Regions from separate parts of the Sus scrofa genome. Here regions 1 and 3 are each linked to region 2. Evidence: chromatin contacts called from public Hi-C and HiChIP or PLAC-seq data. All regions are on one chromosome and are shown on one strand. Each heading gives the region's core, a stretch centred on a gene start, on an enhancer-like site or on the middle of the called end of the contact. The rest is flanking DNA. Distances are from core to core; before and after follow the strand shown.

Region 1 (3,469 bases), core at 194-2,693, 240 kb after region 2:
TGTGTAACTGAGAAAAGCAAAGGTTTTCACTGGAACATGAGTGTCTGGGTTGGATCATAAGTAGACCTGGACCTTGGTGGAATGTGGAGTTAGATAAAGAAACTCCATATTCTTTGCTATAATGGGGTCCAAGGGCATTGTGAGGGATGAATCTGACACCCTAGGAGTTAGCAGTTAACAGAAGTCAGCTTGCAGGAAGAAACAAAGTATAGGACTCCTTTAATAAGGGTCATCCTAAATAAGAATTTTGTCTAGCCACCAGGATAAGACTTGACAATTAGGATTTGTGGGGAGAGGAGAACAAGGGTTCAGTTCAGCCTCCATGCTGACTTAGATCTCCAGGGGCACAAGAACATCCTAGAATAGAGGGGGCTGTGTTAGTGATGAAAGGGCTCAAACATTAGGGGCCCAGGTGCTCTGCTATGGGATCCTGCTTCAAAAAATTGCAACATGGGAAACAGAAGACCTTTTCTTATCAACTGAGGAAAACTGGCTTTATAGGTTCCACAGTATACAAGGTGATGGCATCAAAAGCTAGGAGCAAGTCAGCACCTCCAAGGGGGTGCCCATAGGAAAGGACTGGAAACATGCGGCTGCTGGTGTATAGACCTAGGCAAAGGGTGGATGGAAGAGATAAAGTCACAAGGATCTAAAAGCAAGCAGAGCTGACAGCCACAGCAGTAGGGTGGGGAAATGCCCTACAGTCACTAGAAGTTAGAGTTACCCTGGGGATGGTTACGACAGTGTATCAGCAGCTCAGGGGTCCAAACTGGCCACTAGAGCAATGTAATGGGCAAACACAAGCTAAAGAGATGGAGAGATTTGGGCAAGGAAGGCCATCCCACAAAAGGCAAGTGGCAGGGGGCACTCTTAGATCCAGAGCAGAGAGCAAAAGAGTGACCCCTGCTAGGTGGTAGCTCCTCCAACCGCTGCCCCCACCCCAGGCTGCTACCTAGCACTTCCTCTACAAGGCTACTCCCACTCAGGTATACAAGGAGCTCCCAGCTCTTTCCTAATATCTAGGCAGTAATGTTGAGGTGAAGGGGGAAGAGAAGTGGGCACAGTAGGTGCTGGCTCTTGGATTCTGCAGATGCAGGTTGCTTTTGCAATAGTTGTAGGTCACTGTGCAACTGGCTGGTCTTCTCTGGACCTTGAATTCCTGGACATCTGTAAAATACAGACACTGTTGCTGCCACTTAACTCCAAGGGTTGCAATGAGATGCAGATGAGAGCGTGGACTGAGGTGCTCTATAAACTCTAAGGTGATGGGTGTGTAGTGTTATGAACATCAGTGGCAGGTGTCCAGAATGCAGGTGATCGAGTGAGTCAACAAGGAAGAAAATTGCTCTATCTACTTCTTGAAGAGGGTTCTCAGGAAACTGGGGCTGGGAGGCCCAGGTTACAGGGCAGTCATAAATAGCCAGTGCCTGCCCAGAAAACTTTAGTTTGCCTGGAGATTCTGGAGCTCTAGAGGACGCAACTGTGAGTGTTTCTGGTCTTGCATCTCCTTTTGTTCTCCTGATGTCCAGTGAGTAGCTCCCTGCCTCTATGGGTGGCTTATCCTACCAGTGTTGAGGAAGGCAGGGTCTGTGGAGCTGTTCAGGCCTAGGAGGGTGGGTGTTGGAGGTGGGGGGCACAGTGGGGTAATAAGGAGCACTCTTCTTCCCCACACTCTGCTCTCTTAACTCAGGGGGAGATTTGTTTCCTGGTCTGGGACAGGGTAGGTGAATTGGGTATGATACCCAACCAGACCTCAAATGCCATTGTTGGAAGCCCCCGTGGAAAATGCAGTTCATTTTCCTCTTGGCTCCTCTCCATCCCTGATTTCTTCAGAGAGAGTAGTAGCCGAGAAACAGACCAGGTGTCCCTCTGTCAGTTCTAAGTCCATCCCGGTATCTAATGACCGTGAGGCATGGATAAACATTGCTTCTCTCAGCCTCAATCTTAAAAAGCTTTCTGGACTAGGTCACTGATTTTTCGACCAATTTTCAGAGGGGTCATTGGTTTTTTTCCCCAATAAAATCTTAACCTGAAAGTTTGGTATAAACAGAACATCATGTATATTGAAGGGGCTATGGATCTTCCCATTCTCTCTGTTGTCCCAGGTAAGATGCCTCATCTGAATTTTTGGTCTGAAAACCTGTAAGTTTTCTCTCTCCAAGGCCCTTCCTGCTACAGTGGGTGATGATACGTTCCCTCCCATCTTGAGCCATTGGGCAGAATACCTTTTGCTTTTCGGGCCCCAGTGTTGAGGTCAGAGGTCAAATGTCCTGGTGCTGGCCTGGGTCCTTTGGTACCATGACTGAGCTCTGCCACAAGTACAATGAGGCAACTGCAGCTGGCCTGAGAACCCATCTGGGTATTTGTAGAGACTCCCAGGATCCCTGAGGAAGTGGTGGATTCAAAAGTGAAGACAGGAGCTCCTGCTGTGGTATGGGATCAGCGGCGCGTCTGGTGAGCACTGAGACCCAGGTTTGAGCCCCAGCCCAGCACCGTGTGTTAAGGATCTGGTGCTGCCACATTTACAGCTTATGTCTCAACTGCAGCTGGGTCTGAGCCCTGGCCTGGGAATTCCATATGCCACAGGGCAGCCAAAAGAAGTGAAAGACAGAGTTCCCATTGTTTCTCCCCAGGTTAAGAACCTGACATAGTATCCATGAAGATGTGGGTTTGATCCCTGGCCTTACTCAGTGGATTAAGGATCCAGACTTGCAGCTTGATCTGGCGCTGCTGTGGTTGTGGTGCAGGCCTGCAGCTACAACTCCGATTCAACCCCTAGCCCAGGAACTTCCATATGCTGCAGGTGCCCCCCTCCCAAAAAAAAGAAATTAAATTTAAAAAGCCATAGAGGGGAGTTCTCGTCATGGCTCAGGGGTTAACGAATCCGACTAGGAACCATGAGGTTGCAAGTTCGATCCCTGGCCTTGCTCAGTGGGTTGAGGATTTGGTGTTGCTATGAGCTGTGGTGTAGGTTGCAGACATGGCTCAGATCCCGAGTTGCTGTGGCTCTGGTGTAGGCCGGCGGCTACAGCTCTGATTAGACCCCTAGCCTGGGAACCTCCATGTGCTGTGGGAGCAGCCCTAGAAAAAGGCAAAAAAGACCAAAAACAAACAAACAAACAAACAAAAAAACAAACAAAAAACCCGATAGAGGCTAGTGCACAATAGGGCTCATCCACAGCAATGAATTGGCAGTTCAGGGAAGGAGCACTTCTCTGGCCAAGAAGCCCTTCCCCTCCCACCACCTCAGCCAGCCTGGTGACTCTCCTCCCCTTGGCAGGTCCCTCGCGGGCTTTGTTACCAGCTTCCAACTCCTATGAGCCTTTTCTGCTCATAACTTTACCGTTTCTCTCCAAGAGAGGAAGGAAGCTCCGTAGTGGGAGTGACCCCTGTCCTGAACACCCCCCTAATCTCACTTAGTTCCTAAGTTCCTTTCAGATGGTAACCAGATACCTTGTGGGACATCTGC
Region 2 (3,270 bases), core at 75-2,574:
AGTTCCCTGTGCCATGTAGGAGAATCTTATTGCTTATCCAGTCTCTATCTTAAGAGTCTGCATCTGCTAATCCCAAACTCCCAATCCATCCCTACCTCCCCCTGTGCAACCACAAGTCTCTTCCCTGAGCCTTGAGCCTCTTTTGTTGTTGGAAATTACTTCACTTGTGTCATACTAGGATTCCACCAATAAGTGATATCATATGGTATTTGACCTGGTATGAGAACCTCTGGGTCCATCCATGTTGCTGCAGATGGCACTGTTTAGGAAGGAACAAACAGTTTAGGAGGTGAGAGAGAAAGTTATTGCTATGGAAGAGAAATGAAGAGCAACAAGTTGAGGGGAACGATGCCCAAGATATAATAGGAATGGAAATAACCTGAAGAAGTATTTGAAGACCTAATTGTGGGGCTGCGCCCATGGCATGCAAAAGTCCCTGGGCCGGGGATCAACCCTGTGCCACAGTAGCGACCTGAACCACCGAGTGACAACATCCTTAACACACTGAGCCACCAGGGAACTCCTCCAGATAGAACTGAAAGCTTGCAGACCAGAGGGGCAGCTTGAACCAATGGGTTCTTGCCTCTCCGTCCCTAAAGATGCTGGGAATGATCTAGTAAAGGCTTAGACAGCTTATGCGACCCAAGGATCAAGAGCCTGGGGCAGGAGACAGCCATGGAGACAAGAGTTTGGAAGCTGGGGAAGAAATGGATATATGGGAACCTGTCCAACAGGCAAGGAAAAGACGCCTCTTCGTGGAACAGCAGAGCGCTGCACCTGTACTTGGGCACAGGGTGGCTCAGCTGGATTCGCCATCTTCCATGTTCCCTTGCCTCTTGTTATGGCTGTGTGACTAAGTGACCAGTGACCAGGTGTGTGTGAGGTCAATAAAGTGTGCCATCCCTGGGTGTGGAACTACAGAGACTGGGTGTCTGCTCTGCCGTGATGTATATCCTGTTCAGAACCAGGACACAGAGGTGCCTTTGGCCCTCGGTGGACCCTGCAGATGAGGACCATGTCCTAGGAGAGAACAAAGCATCAGGTTGGAAAAAACCTGAGTTCCTGAATGACCATGTGAACAAGGACTCTTTCCAACCCAGTTGGCCCTCCATGGCACTGTGTCAAGTGAGAAGAACGCGTGTTCTTCGAGAACACAGACGTTGAGAAGCACCCCTGGCTGTCTGGAGTCCGTGTCCTCTTTGTAGGCGGCATCCCAGGCTCACTCATGTCTGCCTTCAGACCTTCCCTTCTTCCAGGCCCTGAGGTGAGTTTAAACTAGTGCGCGGTGCCCCTTCTATTTTGATGCTGCTACACAGAACATGACCAGGAGGTGGCAGCACTGAAGTTTCCTGGCTGCTAACATCCCAATTGCATGTGTAAAGGGGAGAAAAGTTAGGTTTTCTTTTCCATTCGCCAAACTCTGCTTTCAGTGCCTTCATGCGAAGCACCGCAGGTACTCTTCTGCCGCAGGAGCTGCCACGTCTACTAGAGTACTTCCATGGGAATCCCAGGTTTCCTCTTTCTTAAAGTTGGGGGAGACTACATAGGCAGGTGTTGGTTTCATTTTTCTTTAAATGGTCTCTCCAGTTCCTCTGTCCCCGGCCCTGAGCAGATGTCAGAGGAGGACAGCTACTTAGGGATCTGGAGCCCAGTTCTCATCTGCACACACGAGGGGACCAGAGAAGGAGACATAGGGCAGGCTTTCTAGGGCGTCTTTTGAAACCGTCATCCTAGGAAGCCCTCTTCTTCTCAGTGCCCACCTGATACAAACGGCTTCATCTCTGAAGGCCCTTCGTACAAGTCTTTGTTCATTCGCGTGCTCGAGAAAACTGAAGTTCAGAGCAGCGGAAGGATGTGCTTGAAGAACGCAGACACTGAGAAGCAGCCCTGGCTCTCTGCAATCCGTGCCTTCTTTATGGGGAGCATCCAAGGGTAATTCACGTCCACATTCAGACCACCCTGGAAGACAGTCCTTTTCCAACAGCATGTGCTCAGCAAGTATCATTTTCTTCCTGGAGGCTCTTAGGTAAGTAAGCAAGAGCATTGTAAAGCTGTTTCTCTTTTTGATGCGGCAATGCAGGAAATGACCAGCAGATGGCAGCACGGAGCCTTTCCAACTCCTAACTTGCTAGTTGGAGGTATAAGGCAAGGAAAGTGGGGTTTCTTTTCCATTTTCTGAATTCTTCTGACCTTGCCTCCGATGCCCACTGTTAACTTCTCCCTTTGAAGCATCCACACTTCTTCTATTTTGATGACCAAGCATCTCCAGAAGCTACAGTTTGGGACACAATGGCAGAAGGATAACAGGGACTCCCCAAAAGGACTGACTATTCAGGTGTTGCTTTCCTTCTTCCTTTAAGAAGTCTTTCCAATTGCTTTGTCACCGCCCCTGAGCAGATGTCAGAGGAGGACAGCTACTTAGAGGTCTGGAGCCCAGGTCTCATCTGCACACACAAGAGGACCAGAGAAGGAGACACAGGGCAGGCTTTCCAAGGACGTCTTTTGAAACCGACATCCTAGGATGCCCTCTTCTCCTTCTCAGTACCCACCTGTCACAAACCTCTTCATCTTTTCAGGCCTGCCCTATGAGTCTTTGTGGTTCCACCTGCCAAGAAAAACTGAAGTTCACAGCAGCGGCAGCATGTTCTTGAAGAACACAATCATTGAGATGCAACCCTGGCTCTCTGCAAACCATACCTTAAAGAAGGATGCTTTACAGGGAGCATCCAAGGATAATTCATGTCCACAGTCATACCACCCTGGAAGACTCTCCTTTCTAAACAGTAGGGGCTCAGTGAATGGCACTTCCTTCCTCCAAGTCTTAAGTAAGTGGAAACAAGAGCCTTGTAAAATGATTTCTCTTTTCATGCTGCTGTGTGGAAAATGATCAGCAGATGGCAGCACAGAGCTTTTCAGACTCCTAACCTGCCAATTTCAGGTATAATGGGACAAAAGTGGGACTTTTCCTTTCTCCAGACTCTTCTGTTCCTGCCTCCGGAATGCCCACTCTCCAGTTTGAAGCATTCAACTTTCTACTCCTCTGATGAAAAACTGTACTGAGCATCTGCAGAAGCTGCAGTGGGACAGAGTGGCAGGTGGAGAGCCTAGGGACTCCCCACAAGGACTGAACCTCTTTACTCTCTAGGAAGGCCTGACATGCAGATTCCCAGGGCAGGCCTGTGGTGCAGGGGCCCCGAAGGCAGCTTTCTTTGGTTCCTGTTTTCACTTGTGGCAACCGAGGTTTAGCGAGGTAAGATGATGTGCTCTGGG
Region 3 (3,185 bases), core at 659-3,158, 220 kb after region 2:
GTGGTAATTTCCCATCAGATTCTGTGTTCTGTCCTTTCAGAATCCAAACATCTTGTTTCTTTTCCTGAATTTAGGAAAGTTTAAATTACAACTGTGTTCACAAGGACTGATTGTTACAGGCCTGTTTTTCAGTGATAAGTTTGGTCACAAAATTGAAGGAGGCTTTGATATTTGACCCTTGGATGAAAAATAAAGTTTGCCTTCACACTAATGGGAATCATGGTTGCCACGTCAAAGTTGGTATCCTACATACAGAGAAGAGTACATGATTGTCAACATTTTAAAGTTTATAGAAATGTAATTTAAATTTTAATAAACCATATTTTGTATTTTCGTAATTTAAAATTGTTACATTTTAATTGGTATGACCACTATGGAAAACAGTATTGGGGTTCCTCAGAAAACTAAATATAGAACTACCATATAATCTAGTAATCCAAAGTCCTGGGCATATATCCAGACAAAACTATAATTCAAAGATATATATATGCCTATGTTCATTGCAGCACTATTCACAATAGCCAAGACAAGGAAACAACCTAAATGTGCATTGACAGATGAGTGGATTAAGAAGATGTGGTACATATATACAATAGAATACTATCAGCCATAAAAAGAACAAAAAAATGCCATTCACAGAAACATGGAGGCAACCAGAGATTATCATCCTAAGTGAAATAAGAAAGAGAAGGACAAATACCATATAATATCACTTATACATGGAGCCAAAATATGGCACAAATGAACCTATGTACAAAACAGAAACAAACAGACTCAGACATGGGTAACAGACTTGTGGTTATCAAGGGTGGGGGAAGTGAGATGGACTGTGAGTTTGGGGTTAATAGCTGCAAACTACTACATTTAGAATGGATTGACAATAAGATTCTATTTTATAGCACAGGGAACTATAGTCAATCTCCTGGGATAGATCATGATGGAAAAATTTATTTATTTATTGCCATACTTTTGGCATATGGAAGTTCCTAGGCCAGCCTACACCACAGCAATGCCAGATCTAAGCCATGTCTGCGACCTACACCACAGCTCATGGAAAAGTCATATCCTTAACCCACTGAGTGGGGCTAGGTATCAAACCCACATCCTTGTGGATACTAGCTGGGTTCCTTTCTGCTGAGCCACAACAGGAAAATAATATTTTTAAAAAGAATGTGTATACATATATGACTGGGTACAGCAGAAATACATGTATTTCTGTACAGCAGAAATTGGCACAATGTTGTAAATCAACTATAATTTTAAAAAATGGAAAAAAAATAAACTTGTTACATTTTCCTTTCATTGATGACTTTCTTTTTGCTTCCCTTTTTCTTTCCATGTTACATTATGGATTGTTAGGAGTTGGTATGAATACCTAGTTCATTGATAGTTACCCATTCTTAAGTACATGTGTCATACCCTCTGTGCAATTCAGTATGACATTAGGTGTATCCATAAAGTCAAAATAGATTCATTAGAATTTGAAGGTTTCCACATGGCAGAATGCATGAGCTCACACCAGATTTGAAGACAGGCTTTTTCTAAGGCCTTTTTCTAAGACAGGCTCAGTCCCAGCAAGATCCTGGTGAAGCAGGATTGTTTTAAAGCTTAGTCAGGACACTCTGCATTATTTCACAGAAACTGTACCCTGGGCTAACTACCAGAGAATGACTGGTCAAAGAAATTGGCATTCTAAATGAGTCACATCAATGTCATTTCCTTTTTCCCTCTCTTTTTAAACAATGAATTAAACATCCGTACCCAAACAGACCTCTTGTGTAATCTGCACATTACACAAGAGGTCTTGGGACAACAGGCAGACAGCCAAGTGAATGAACACATCAGGATTGCTTGGTTGCCAGATCCCCAGGCCAGGCGCTCAGCCTTGTCCTGGTCCTCCTGCTGTGCATTTCTCTACTCATTCGGGGCTGTGACAGACTGGGGTCAGGGACTGCAGACCAAAAACTGCAGACCAGGGGCCTGGAAGACTTTATTTCCAAATGCTTGCACATAGAGAAATTTTCATCACAACAAAGAAATATCCACAAAAGAGAAAAAAACACAGTAATATTTTTTTAAAAGATCCTGGAGGTTTCTAGCCTATCTGTGCATAAAAAAGGGCTGAATAAATTGGCACAACCACCATGAAAAACAGTATGGAGGTACCTTGGAAAACTATACATAGAACTACCATACAACCCAGCAATCCCACTCTTGGGCATATATCCAGACAAAACTTTCCTTGAAAAAGACACACGCACCTGTATGTTCATTGCAGCAATATCCACAATAGCCAAGACATGGAAACAACCTAAATGTCCATCAACAAATGATTGGATTAAGAAGATGTGGTGTATATATACACAATGGAATACTACTCAGCCATAAAAAACAAAATAATGCCATTTGCAGCAACGTGGATGGAACTAGAAACTCACACTAAGTGAAACAAGTAAGAAAGAGAAATACCATATGATATCACATATCTGGAATCTAATATGTGGCACAAATAAGAAAAGAATCTTGGAGTACCTGTCATGACGTGGCAGAAACGAACTGACTAGGAACCATGAGGTTGGGGGTTCAATCCCTGGCCTCGCTCATTGGGTTAAAGATCTGGCATTGCTGTGAGTTGTGATGTAGTTCGCAGACCCGACTCAGATCTGGTGTTGCTGTGGCTCTGGCACAGGCCGGCAGCTGTAGTTCCGATTAGACCCCTAGCCTGGGAACCTCCATATGCTGTGGGTGTGGCCCTAAAAAGACAAAAAACAAACAAAAAAGAGGCTCATGGACTTGGAGAACAGACTTGTAGTTGCCAAGGGAGAGGGGAAGGGAGTGGGATGGACTGGGAATCTGGGGTTAATAGATGCAAACTATTGCCTTTGGAATGGATAAGCAATGAGATCCTGCTATAGAGTACCAGAAACTATATCTAGTCATGATGGATCAACTATATCTAGTTATGATGGATCATGATGGAGGATAATGTGAGAAAAAGAATATATATATGTATATGTGACTGGGTCACTTTGCTATACAGTAGAAAATTGACAGAACACTGTAAACCAACTATAATGGAAAAAATAAAAGTCATTTAAAAGAAAATAAAGGGCTGAGGATCCAAAGTAATTGTCAAATCTGCTCCTACCCCACTCACCAGAGAGCCATGAAAAAAAAGAATGTAA

What was found. A called contact is a pair of places that touch in the nucleus more often than the background predicts. HiChIP or PLAC-seq counts read pairs in DNA pulled down with a chosen protein or histone mark.
Region 1: a contact with region 2 is called in a Hi-C map of alveolar macrophages, with 5 times the contacts expected there. The contact joins the promoter of SFTPD here to the enhancer-like site in region 2. A contact is called at or near these places in 15 of 47 Hi-C or Micro-C datasets (adipocytes, alveolar macrophages, embryonic fibroblasts and 10 more) and 1 of 2 datasets of contacts at active chromatin or transcription factors (alveolar macrophages).
Region 3: an H3K27ac HiChIP or PLAC-seq map of alveolar macrophages shows a contact between it and region 2. The contact joins two enhancer-like sites. A contact is called at or near these places in 13 of 47 Hi-C or Micro-C datasets (alveolar macrophages, embryonic fibroblasts, epiblast stem cells and 9 more) and 2 of 2 datasets of contacts at active chromatin or transcription factors (alveolar macrophages and skeletal muscle).

The regions. Positions count from the first base shown.
Region 1 is chr14:82,050,091-82,053,559 of Sscrofa11.1, forward strand. It overlaps SFTPD (surfactant protein D), which reads left to right and starts at 1,444. Exons shown (of 8, transcript NM_214110.1): 1 at 1,444-1,482.
Region 2 is chr14:81,813,152-81,816,421 of Sscrofa11.1, forward strand. No RefSeq gene overlaps it. Among named protein-coding and RNA genes, the nearest start is that of ANXA11, 20 kb to the right of the region's middle. Within about 2 kb of position 1,325, at least 7 of the 83 cell types and tissues checked have an H3K27ac peak or open chromatin away from gene starts, as enhancers often do. A contact at or near this core is called in alveolar macrophages, where this site is marked.
Region 3 is chr14:82,028,878-82,032,062 of Sscrofa11.1, forward strand. LOC110256704 (a long non-coding RNA gene) reads left to right here. Exons shown (of 3, transcript XR_002338593.1): 3 at 1-361. Among named protein-coding and RNA genes, the nearest start is that of SFTPD, 21 kb to the right of the region's middle. Within about 2 kb of position 1,909, at least 26 of the 83 cell types and tissues checked have an H3K27ac peak or open chromatin away from gene starts, as enhancers often do. A contact at or near this core is called in alveolar macrophages, where this site is marked.